Regions from separate parts of the Sus scrofa genome. Here regions 2 and 3 are each linked to region 1. The links are chromatin contacts, called in public HiChIP or PLAC-seq maps. All regions are on one chromosome and are shown on one strand. Each heading gives the region's core, a stretch centred on a gene start, on an enhancer-like site or on the middle of the called end of the contact. The rest is flanking DNA. Distances are from core to core; before and after follow the strand shown. Region 1 has its middle 68 kb from the start of ARHGAP28. Region 2 overlaps ARHGAP28 (rho GTPase-activating protein 28). Region 3 overlaps ARHGAP28 (rho GTPase-activating protein 28).

Region 1 (2,827 bases), core at 213-2,712:
GCCAAAGACACCCAAGATCGCAGAAGCACAGCTGCCTCGTAGTGAGGACTTCGTTTGAGCCTATTAGGCTCTGTAGCAAATCCAAAAGAAACAAGAGTGTGAAAGAACAATATATCCAAAGATTGAACCAGAGGACCACTTGGAATTTGCTACAGTTGGCAAAAAAAAAGGAAAAAAAAAAAAAAGAACATCTGAATATTCTCAAATTGATTCATACCACCTGCCCTGTGTGTTAGCTTAGGAAAGCCAGGACCCCAAAAGTGACCCCACCAAAAGGTCTTTGACCAGGAGTTCCCATCATGGTTCAGTGGAAACGAATCTGATTAGCATCCGTGAGGATGCAGGTTTGATCCCTGGCCTTGCTCACTGGGTTCAGGAGCCAGGGTTGCCATGAGGTGAGCTGTGGTGGAGATCACAGATGCCGCTCAGATCTGGTGTTGCTGTGGCTGTGGTGTAGGCCAGCAGCTACGGCTCTAATTCAGCCTCTAACCTGGCAATCTCCATATGCCAGGAGTGTGGCCCTAAAAAGACAAAAAAAAAAAAAAAAAAAAAAAAAAAAAGAAGCTCTCTGTCTACATACTACAGGGGAAAAAACTGGCTTCTGATGTTACAGTGTAGACAGGGCCCGATCTCTGTTTTGGACAGCAGATCTGGTTGATAAAGGAATATATATATCCAACACATTTCTCCATGGTTTCTGGAGTTTTGTGTTGGCCACCTTTCAGGCTCTTATTTCAAAGAGGAAAATAATTTAACTTTTCACTTTTGCTTGTTCAGCCAGGCTAGGCCAAGGGATTAGTAGGCAACTTGACATTTGCATTTTAACTGCCCACGATGTTAACAACTCCCCCATTGTTTTCCAGAATTATTGCCACGGCTTGGTTTCTAATCAATGTTCTCCCTCCGGGACAGTTTTCTCAGTCTGTCAACGGAGAAACCATGTGGGTTTCTCTCAAGAAAATTCTGTTACCTCAAAGTCACCAAGGACAAAATGGTGTTCTTTTACGAGGCCTTTAAAAATATTTTGATGGTGTTGCAATGGTTTCCTCGGACCCAAAGATGGAGGAGATGGGGCTGGGAAGTAAATGCAAGATTGAAACATGAACCGGAACAGTTGTGCTGCTAAGAGGCACCCTTGCTGGGCTGGGGCCCTGGCCGCCAGGAGTATTCCTTGCATTGGCTGAGGAATGTCAATTACCAGGACCATCTCCTCCCCCCCTCCCCCCCACCACTCCCTAACCTGGCTGGTTAACTGAGATGTTAACCAACCCTCTCAAAAACCATCACCAAGAGAGTCAGCAATGAGCAGTGTCCTGGTTTTCTGCAGACAATGAGAAGGGCTGGCAAGGAGAAGGCCACTTAAATACACAGCATTCCTGGGAGGCCCACGGCCCCTCCTCCCCGGCCCCTCGGGGCCCAGGCTTCCTGGCTGGCCCTCCAGCGCCACAGCTGCTCGGCCCCCTGACAGCTGAGGGCTTAACCAGCTGTGCTTGTTTCCGCTACATCCAGAGGTGACAAGGACAGCAGTTCCCAAGGGCTCAGAGCCAAGGCAGAAACACAAAGAGAGAAGGAGAGGAGGAGAGCCACGCTCCTGCGCCGGCTGTGAGCTCAGAAGTCCACCCATGCCTCCCCACTGCTGCGGGCTGTTGGTTCTTTGTGTTACCTGTTGGCTCATAGATTGAACCTCCACCTCATCAGTCAGAATTTAAACAAATCATGGGTACAGTGCTTTTTGTTTTAACAGCGAGGTATTCACTTTTATCCTTATGCCTGTGATCTCTGAAAGACAGCAGTGAGTGATGACTTGAAGCGAGATCTGAATTGTCTGCTCAGGAATTGAACCTGGTTCTGAGTTCCCTTTGCAGCTCAGTGGGTTAAGAACCTGGCTACTAGTATCCATGTGTATGTGGGTTCAATCCCTGGCCTCGCTCAGATTAAGCTACAGTGTAGGCCTGCAGCTGCAGCCCTGATTGGTCCACTAGCCTGGAAACTTCCATATGCTGGGGGTGCAGCCCTACAAAGAGAGAAGGAAAAAAAAAAAGAGGAATTGAACCTGGGAGCCTGGATGAAAACTAGGAATCCTAGCCACTAGAACAGCTAGAGGCTGAAACCAGAACCTGTCTCAGGGAATGTAAACAAGAGGCTGGATGTAAATGTCTACCCCGGAGCCCATCTCTTGCCTGACTCATCTATACTGGGCTAGTGACACTAAGGACAGAGAAATGGTCCTGTCTTGAAGGAGGGTCGAGCGGTGAAGCCGACACCATAAGCAGGCAAACAGTACAACATGAGGGCATCTGAAGACCCTGGAACCACAGGGAAGACGGGTCCACTGGGCCTCGGACCCATGGGCCCTGGCTGCTGCGGGCTTGGCGTGGACTCCCTGCTGTCCTGGGCTGGGAGCTGGGCCAACTATGCCTTAAAAGGGTGCCAGGCAAGCCTTTGCTCTGATCCTAGCCCCAGGTCTTCCTGGAATGAGCATGCAGTTATCTGCTATGTGTGAGTAGTGAAACTTGCCGTCAGAACTGCTTAGCAGAGAAATACAATCCTGGGAGCTGATGGTGAGCCTGAACGAGCCCCCAAACTCACACCAGCTTAAGATCCTTTACCAGAGACAGAGGCTAAACTCCGCTGTTTTAGCCGCACCCTGTCCAATCCTGTTTACCTAAAGCAGAGGACAAAATCAAGGAGGAAAGTCTATAAGTCAGCGTCTCATTTTGTCAGGCTCCAAAACATGAAGTTTCCACAGGGAGCCGGGTGACACTGTGGGGTCCTCTGTCCCCTATTGCAGCCCTCTCCACACCCCCCTTCCCATTAAAGACATCCT
Region 2 (2,827 bases), core at 131-2,630, 170 kb after region 1:
GGTAAATACTGGGGAGCGAGTGATGACTGGATCCTAAGAGTGTGGTTAGTTTTATAAGACACCACCAAACTGTCCTCCAAAGTGTCTGTACCATTGTACATTCCTACCAGTAGTGACTGAGAATTCTTCTTGCTCCACATCCTCACCAGTGTTTGGTACTATCGGTGTCAAAGCACTTTTAAGTAATTATCTGATTTCAAAAAAAATTACAGGGAATTTTCTTATATGATTTAAAAAATAGAGATATAATTTATATAACATAAAAGTCACCCTTGTAAAGTGTACAATTCAGTGGTTTTTAGTATATTCACAAAGTTGTGATACCATCACTAATCAATTCCAGAACGTGTTCATCATTCCAAAAAGAAGTCCCATACCCATCAGCAGTCACTCTCTACTTCCCCTTCCCCTCCGCCAAAGTAGAGGACGTTTAAGAGCCATTGTATTTTGGTTTTGCCATGTGTATATTTATATACACCCATGTCAGTGATGTATTGTAATTATGTGGCAACTGTACAAAGGTTGATTTTATTTAGTGGCCTTTTCTTGGTAGAACAGTATACAGAACATAGCAAATTATGTTCGTTCAGAATCAAGCTTGTGGGGTTGCTTTCCTTTCAATGGAAGATGTACAGAAAACTATGCCATTCTCCCCCCACCTCCACAAAAAGGTTTTGTCGTTCTACCTTACAGAAGAGCCAGTGGCCCCATTTGAGCCTCCTTCTTTGTAACTGCTGGAGTTCAGTGTTGGAAGTCGTTATTTCTTCATTGTCACTTTTCCCATTTCTAGCCCAGTGCCTGCGCTCAGAAGTGATACATAGACTCAGAAGAATTTAATTGCAGTGGTGAACCTCAACTGGTTAAAATAAATTCCAGCTTTCAAAACCATTTCAAATATTCCCTGCTGAGTGACTGAGATTTGTTTGCTGTTTTAAGCCTCCCTCTAATCTACAAACACATTTTTCTGTATCTTTTTCTGCCAGCAGAGAGATTCAAGCAGACCTGTTTACCTTTTGAGGGAATAGCTTCATCAGCTTTCTCCTCGTTCCCCTATGAGGGGTGAGGAAGGCCAAGAAAGGAACAGAAAACTGGGCTGGCAGGATGAGGAGCAAAGGATGCCAGAATGTTAGAGAAAGACAGAGACAGGAGCCTGAGACGGAGCGGGAACCTCCTCTGAAACTATAGCTTCTTTTTATCGCCATTGCCTTTCAAGTGCTTTTTCCAGGACACCCAAGTCGAGCTTGTTTATAAGCATGTTAGAAAGATACTGAGAAGCCAGAGTCTGAAAACAAGGGATTTGTCCTCTTACTCTTGTCATTCTGAGTGACCTCCCCAGGAAGCTAAGAGGGCAAACAGCTGCATTACTGGGATTGTGTCCAGGGTCTGTCATGGAGAGAGAGGTTTCTCTTGCAAGAACCCTGGTGCACAGGCCACTGCGGGCAGAATCCAGGATGGTTTCTCTGGAGGTCACACAGTGCTGCCTTCGATGTGGTGCAGTGACAGTGACAGCGGGGAGATTCAGTCCTCTTCTTTCAGAAAGAGAAGGGGAACTCTTTGATTTTGATACATTCTTCCAAAAAGTCTTGGAACACATTTGATTTGAGGGCAATGTAATATATTCCCTGTGTATTCAGGCAGGAATCTCTTCAGCAGGAATGAAAATTAACTGGATAATATACAGATCAAGACCAGAGCAGGACATGGTGTTAGCTAATTATTTGGCAGCCCTTAAAATGGGAAGTCATTACATTAGAGCCCACTTTCCTTAAGGAGGCAGGTTACTGACTGTCTAATGTCTTTGAATATTCCCCTTAGTGGAGTGGAGATGGTGTCTCATCTCCCCCCACCCCAAGTGACTTATTAAAGTATTCCTTCTAGTTTCATCAATTAGGAATCATTTAGACTGCAAGAACAACAACAATAATAATAACAACAACAAAGATTAGAATGGCCTTTTTTTGAATAGGAGTTCATTTTTCTCACATTTTTACAAGTCTAGAGAATAGGTAGCATCTGATGTTATTTCTGAGACCCAGTAATATCGTAGCTGATCACTACAATTTTCCTGAATTTTCTTTTATGGTTGTAAGATGGCTGCCGAGGCACCAGTCATCTTGTCTACATTCCAGTAAGGGAGAAGTAGAAAGAGAAAGGGATGCCATCTGTAGCAGGAAAACCAAAGATAATATTGAAGGTGTGCAGAGGGACTTTTCTTCTGAGACTTGGCTGAATTGTGTCAGATGGCTAGTTCTGGCCAAGGGAGTTAGGGAGACAAGGCTTTGGAATGGGGTTAGGTCAGAGATGCTTTCTGCTAAATGCAATTTTTATGTACCTCATTATATTCTTAGTGACATTTTAATGCCCTGGTGATATTTTAGCACCTGTTTTAGCCTGACCCTAAACCTAGCCATAGGCATGCTAACAAATTATTGTAATAACCCAGGGGATTACTAATTACGATGTGCCGTACAATTCACATATATTAACTCACTTAATCCTCAACATAATACATGGAATGTATATGTTAATATTTCCATTTTACAGATTCGGAAATGAAGGTGCAGTGGTTCAATAGCTTGCTCAGGGTTGTAGATCTAGGACGTGGCAGAGCCCACATTCATACCTGCTAGCTGGCTTCAGAGCTTTTCTCTAAATCACATTATATTCTTTCTGTGGTATAAAAATATGTAGTGCTATGCACAGATACACAGATACCTGAGGAGACTTTTGAAATTAAGAAGGATTACTATAGGAAATCATTTGAACAGGATTGAAAAGGTGTGAATTCATATCCTGGCTTCGCATTCTTAGCCATTCATTCAGTAAA
Region 3 (2,827 bases), core at 198-2,697, 140 kb after region 1:
GAAGGTCATCTGATGAATAATAGCAAGCAGAGGGTCTACTTCAAGCAACACAAATGCATCCTTTTCCCAGGAAGGGTTCCATAGTATCTGTCCACCTCCTTTCACGTTTACTAGAGCCTTGTCATCCATCCAGCCACTTTGTCAAGGCTCTATATCTGTCTTTTATTTTCTTTTTATTCCTTTTCTTGTCCTTTGTCTTTTGGAGGGAAGGGGAAGTATCAGGAAGGGTGGTTTTGTTGTTTATTTGAATTTCATTTCCTTTAAATTAGATCAGAATCATTTGCTTCAGGGTATTCTGGGTTCTTTTTAGGTAAGTAGCATCATCTTTCTATTTTGAAGGTATGTTTGTAGTTTCTTTGTTGTTTTTAAGTTGTTTTACTAGTGTATTTTGTAATCAAAGGTGAAGTCTACTTTAGCGTCATTGAGCCGATTTTTTAGATTAGAGTGTGATAAGAAAGCCTGCTTAGATGGAATTATTATTTATTTATTTTTGGTATTGGGGGGATAGGGAAATTTTTTTAGTCTTACCTCAGATTTCAGGGGGTGGCAGTAAGCAAAATTAAGTTTCATGGTAAGGGATAAAATTTCCAGCATGATGTCTAGGATTGTGGCAAGAACTTGATGTGCTCATTTATTTGTGAAAATAATTTAGCACTTTTGTGCTTTGATGATTATTACTAAATAAGGAGTCTTTAAATCTTGTCATTAATAAGGAATTTGCATCATATTTAGAAACCGTTTTGAGTTTCACATTCTACAGTTTCCTTGTGATAGCCCTTGTGGTTCTGCCTGTAATCCCAGCACGCTGCCCTACCCTCCCACCCCAACCCTGTACGTGCCTTATCTTTTATACATTTAGTAAGGCCCTTGTTCACTCTTAAGCCCAGGGATTGATTGACTAGACCCTGTGCTAATCAAAGACAATTTTAAGATGTGATTTCTGTTTAGATTTGAAAATGTAAACAAAGGACCTGATTTTTATGATTCTAAGGTAAAGGAAAAAAAAATCAGATGGAAAACAGAACAACAACGCCTACCTTATTACGAAAGCAAGCAGAATCTTTGCAGATAAGGAATTCTGAAGACAATGGGCGTAATAATTCAAGGTTCTCATAGCCAGGGATCTGGCAGAAATTTTATGAAAAATAACAAAATAGCTTATGAGGTGAGCTGAAAGGAAATCAGTTGGCCCTCTGTAATAAGTAGAATGACAAAGTGAAGTCACAGATTTACTGGAAGGCCTCCTACTGACCCCAGTTGAGCTGAGTGCAGGAATGTGTTTCCAAGCCTGCTTAAAACCCCAGAGGTGGTGTTTTGAATCAGTCTTGCTGACGTAAACACAGACCCTGCCTGGAAGTTTTCCAAAAGCAGAGAGCAAAGGCAGCTCAGTCGAGATGTGCAGTATTATTGGAGTGAGGACATGGGGAAGCAATTTACCACCGCCTTGGGAGACTGTGCAAGAGCCTTTGCGCTTTCTGAAGGCGTGGTGCAAGCAGGCAGTCAGGCCATCACAGAGAGAAGATTCCACCCACAGTTGCCTCCAAGTGCTTGTCTAAACAGAAGGAAGGAATTGTTTCTTAGCGATAGAGAAGCCTGTGGAGTTTTTACGGGGAAAATCCTATTGAGAGGAGTGTTTGGACAGTGTGAGGGCTGATGAGATGGACATTCATTGCGCGGCGACTTTAGTGATGAATAAATGATAGGCTGACAAAGCTCAGGCCCCAGACAGACTCAGGCTTTATAAGTGAGCAGAGCAAACAGGTCTTGTCTCTGTTAGCTATGGACGTCTGTGTAAGTAACTCTCCATTTGTTAGATGTAGTTCATTAAAGGAACATGAAGACAATTTTTTCTTTCTCTTATGAAAATACATAATAAAATTGGGGCCAGCTATGTAAAGGATACCTTGGGTGAAATGCAGAGTTCTGTTTTTAGACTTTCCAAGAATCCAGGTTGGTCCTTCACCGAAAGAGAAAAAAAAAAATCACTATTTGGGACCTGAAAGGTTCATTATGTTGCATAAAAAGACAGAAGGCGCAGTATTTCTGATAATAGCAGAGAGGTTTTCACCCTGTCTTTCCTCCTGTTCCACAAGTTGCAATGCTAATTCCAAATAGTGCTTCCGTAAACTTCGCCAAGAATGCTGGAGATAGGGACACAGGAACGCACGACAGTCTTGCCTGCTGACGCCAGTGAAGAGAGTCTGCTGGTTGACCAGCTACCTTCAATGCTGGTGGAGGGCATCCACAGGCATGGCAGGAATAGTCCAGGCAGGGTGCTTTGTAGCAATGTAATTATAATGCGGCCAACAGAGCGTACACTTACTTCAAAAGTTCTTTTTATATAACAGCGGAGTATACACCCGTTGTCTTTCATTTCATTCTTTGACAACCTCAGGCTATTCAGTTGGTGGGAATATTTTAGTGTATTTTAGGTAAAACATTAGAGATTTTTATCACTTGACCATCTCAGGCTGCTGGTAACACCTCTGCTGCTCCTCCTCCTCCTAACAAAAACCCTAAAGCAGAGTCTCCTTTTGAATTAGGCAAGTCTGTGGAGAGGCCTCACTAATAAAAGGGTGCAATTTTTTCAAGAACTGCTTTCTCATCTGTGAGATAGAAGAAGGCAGGCATCAGCGGTACACAAGTCCATCTGAAACATTTTCAAAAATAGTATAAATTCCCAAGTATCAGAAGGCCTGAACTATGAGAACGCCTACCACTAGAATCTGAGGTTTTGATGATCGTGGTGGGAGTGGGGTTATGGAGTGCGTGCAGGCATTTTACAAAGACTGTGTCACTCATCGTCACAAAGAACTCCACGCAAAGG

The links. HiChIP or PLAC-seq counts read pairs in DNA pulled down with a chosen protein or histone mark.
Region 2: an H3K27ac HiChIP or PLAC-seq map of skeletal muscle shows a contact between it and region 1, with 4 times the contacts expected there. The contact joins two enhancer-like sites. A contact is called at or near these places in 3 of 47 Hi-C or Micro-C datasets (embryonic fibroblasts and skeletal muscle) and 1 of 2 datasets of contacts at active chromatin or transcription factors (skeletal muscle).
Region 3: a contact with region 1 is called in an H3K27ac HiChIP or PLAC-seq map of skeletal muscle. The contact joins two enhancer-like sites. A contact is called at or near these places in 1 of 47 Hi-C or Micro-C datasets (embryonic fibroblasts) and 1 of 2 datasets of contacts at active chromatin or transcription factors (skeletal muscle).

The regions. Positions count from the first base shown.
Region 1 is chr6:100,747,361-100,750,187 of Sscrofa11.1, reverse strand. No RefSeq gene overlaps it. Among named protein-coding and RNA genes, the nearest start is that of ARHGAP28, 68 kb to the right of the region's middle. Within about 2 kb of position 1,462, at least 10 of the 83 cell types and tissues checked have an H3K27ac peak or open chromatin away from gene starts, as enhancers often do. A contact at or near this core is called in skeletal muscle, where this site is marked.
Region 2 is chr6:100,572,479-100,575,305 of Sscrofa11.1, reverse strand. All of the region lies in intron 1 of ARHGAP28 (rho GTPase-activating protein 28), which reads left to right. Among named protein-coding and RNA genes, the nearest start is that of ARHGAP28, 110 kb to the left of the region's middle. Within about 2 kb of position 1,380, at least 10 of the 83 cell types and tissues checked have an H3K27ac peak or open chromatin away from gene starts, as enhancers often do. A contact at or near this core is called in skeletal muscle, where this site is marked.
Region 3 is chr6:100,608,586-100,611,412 of Sscrofa11.1, reverse strand. All of the region lies in intron 1 of ARHGAP28 (rho GTPase-activating protein 28), which reads left to right. Among named protein-coding and RNA genes, the nearest start is that of ARHGAP28, 71 kb to the left of the region's middle. Within about 2 kb of position 1,447, at least 29 of the 83 cell types and tissues checked have an H3K27ac peak or open chromatin away from gene starts, as enhancers often do. A contact at or near this core is called in skeletal muscle, where this site is marked.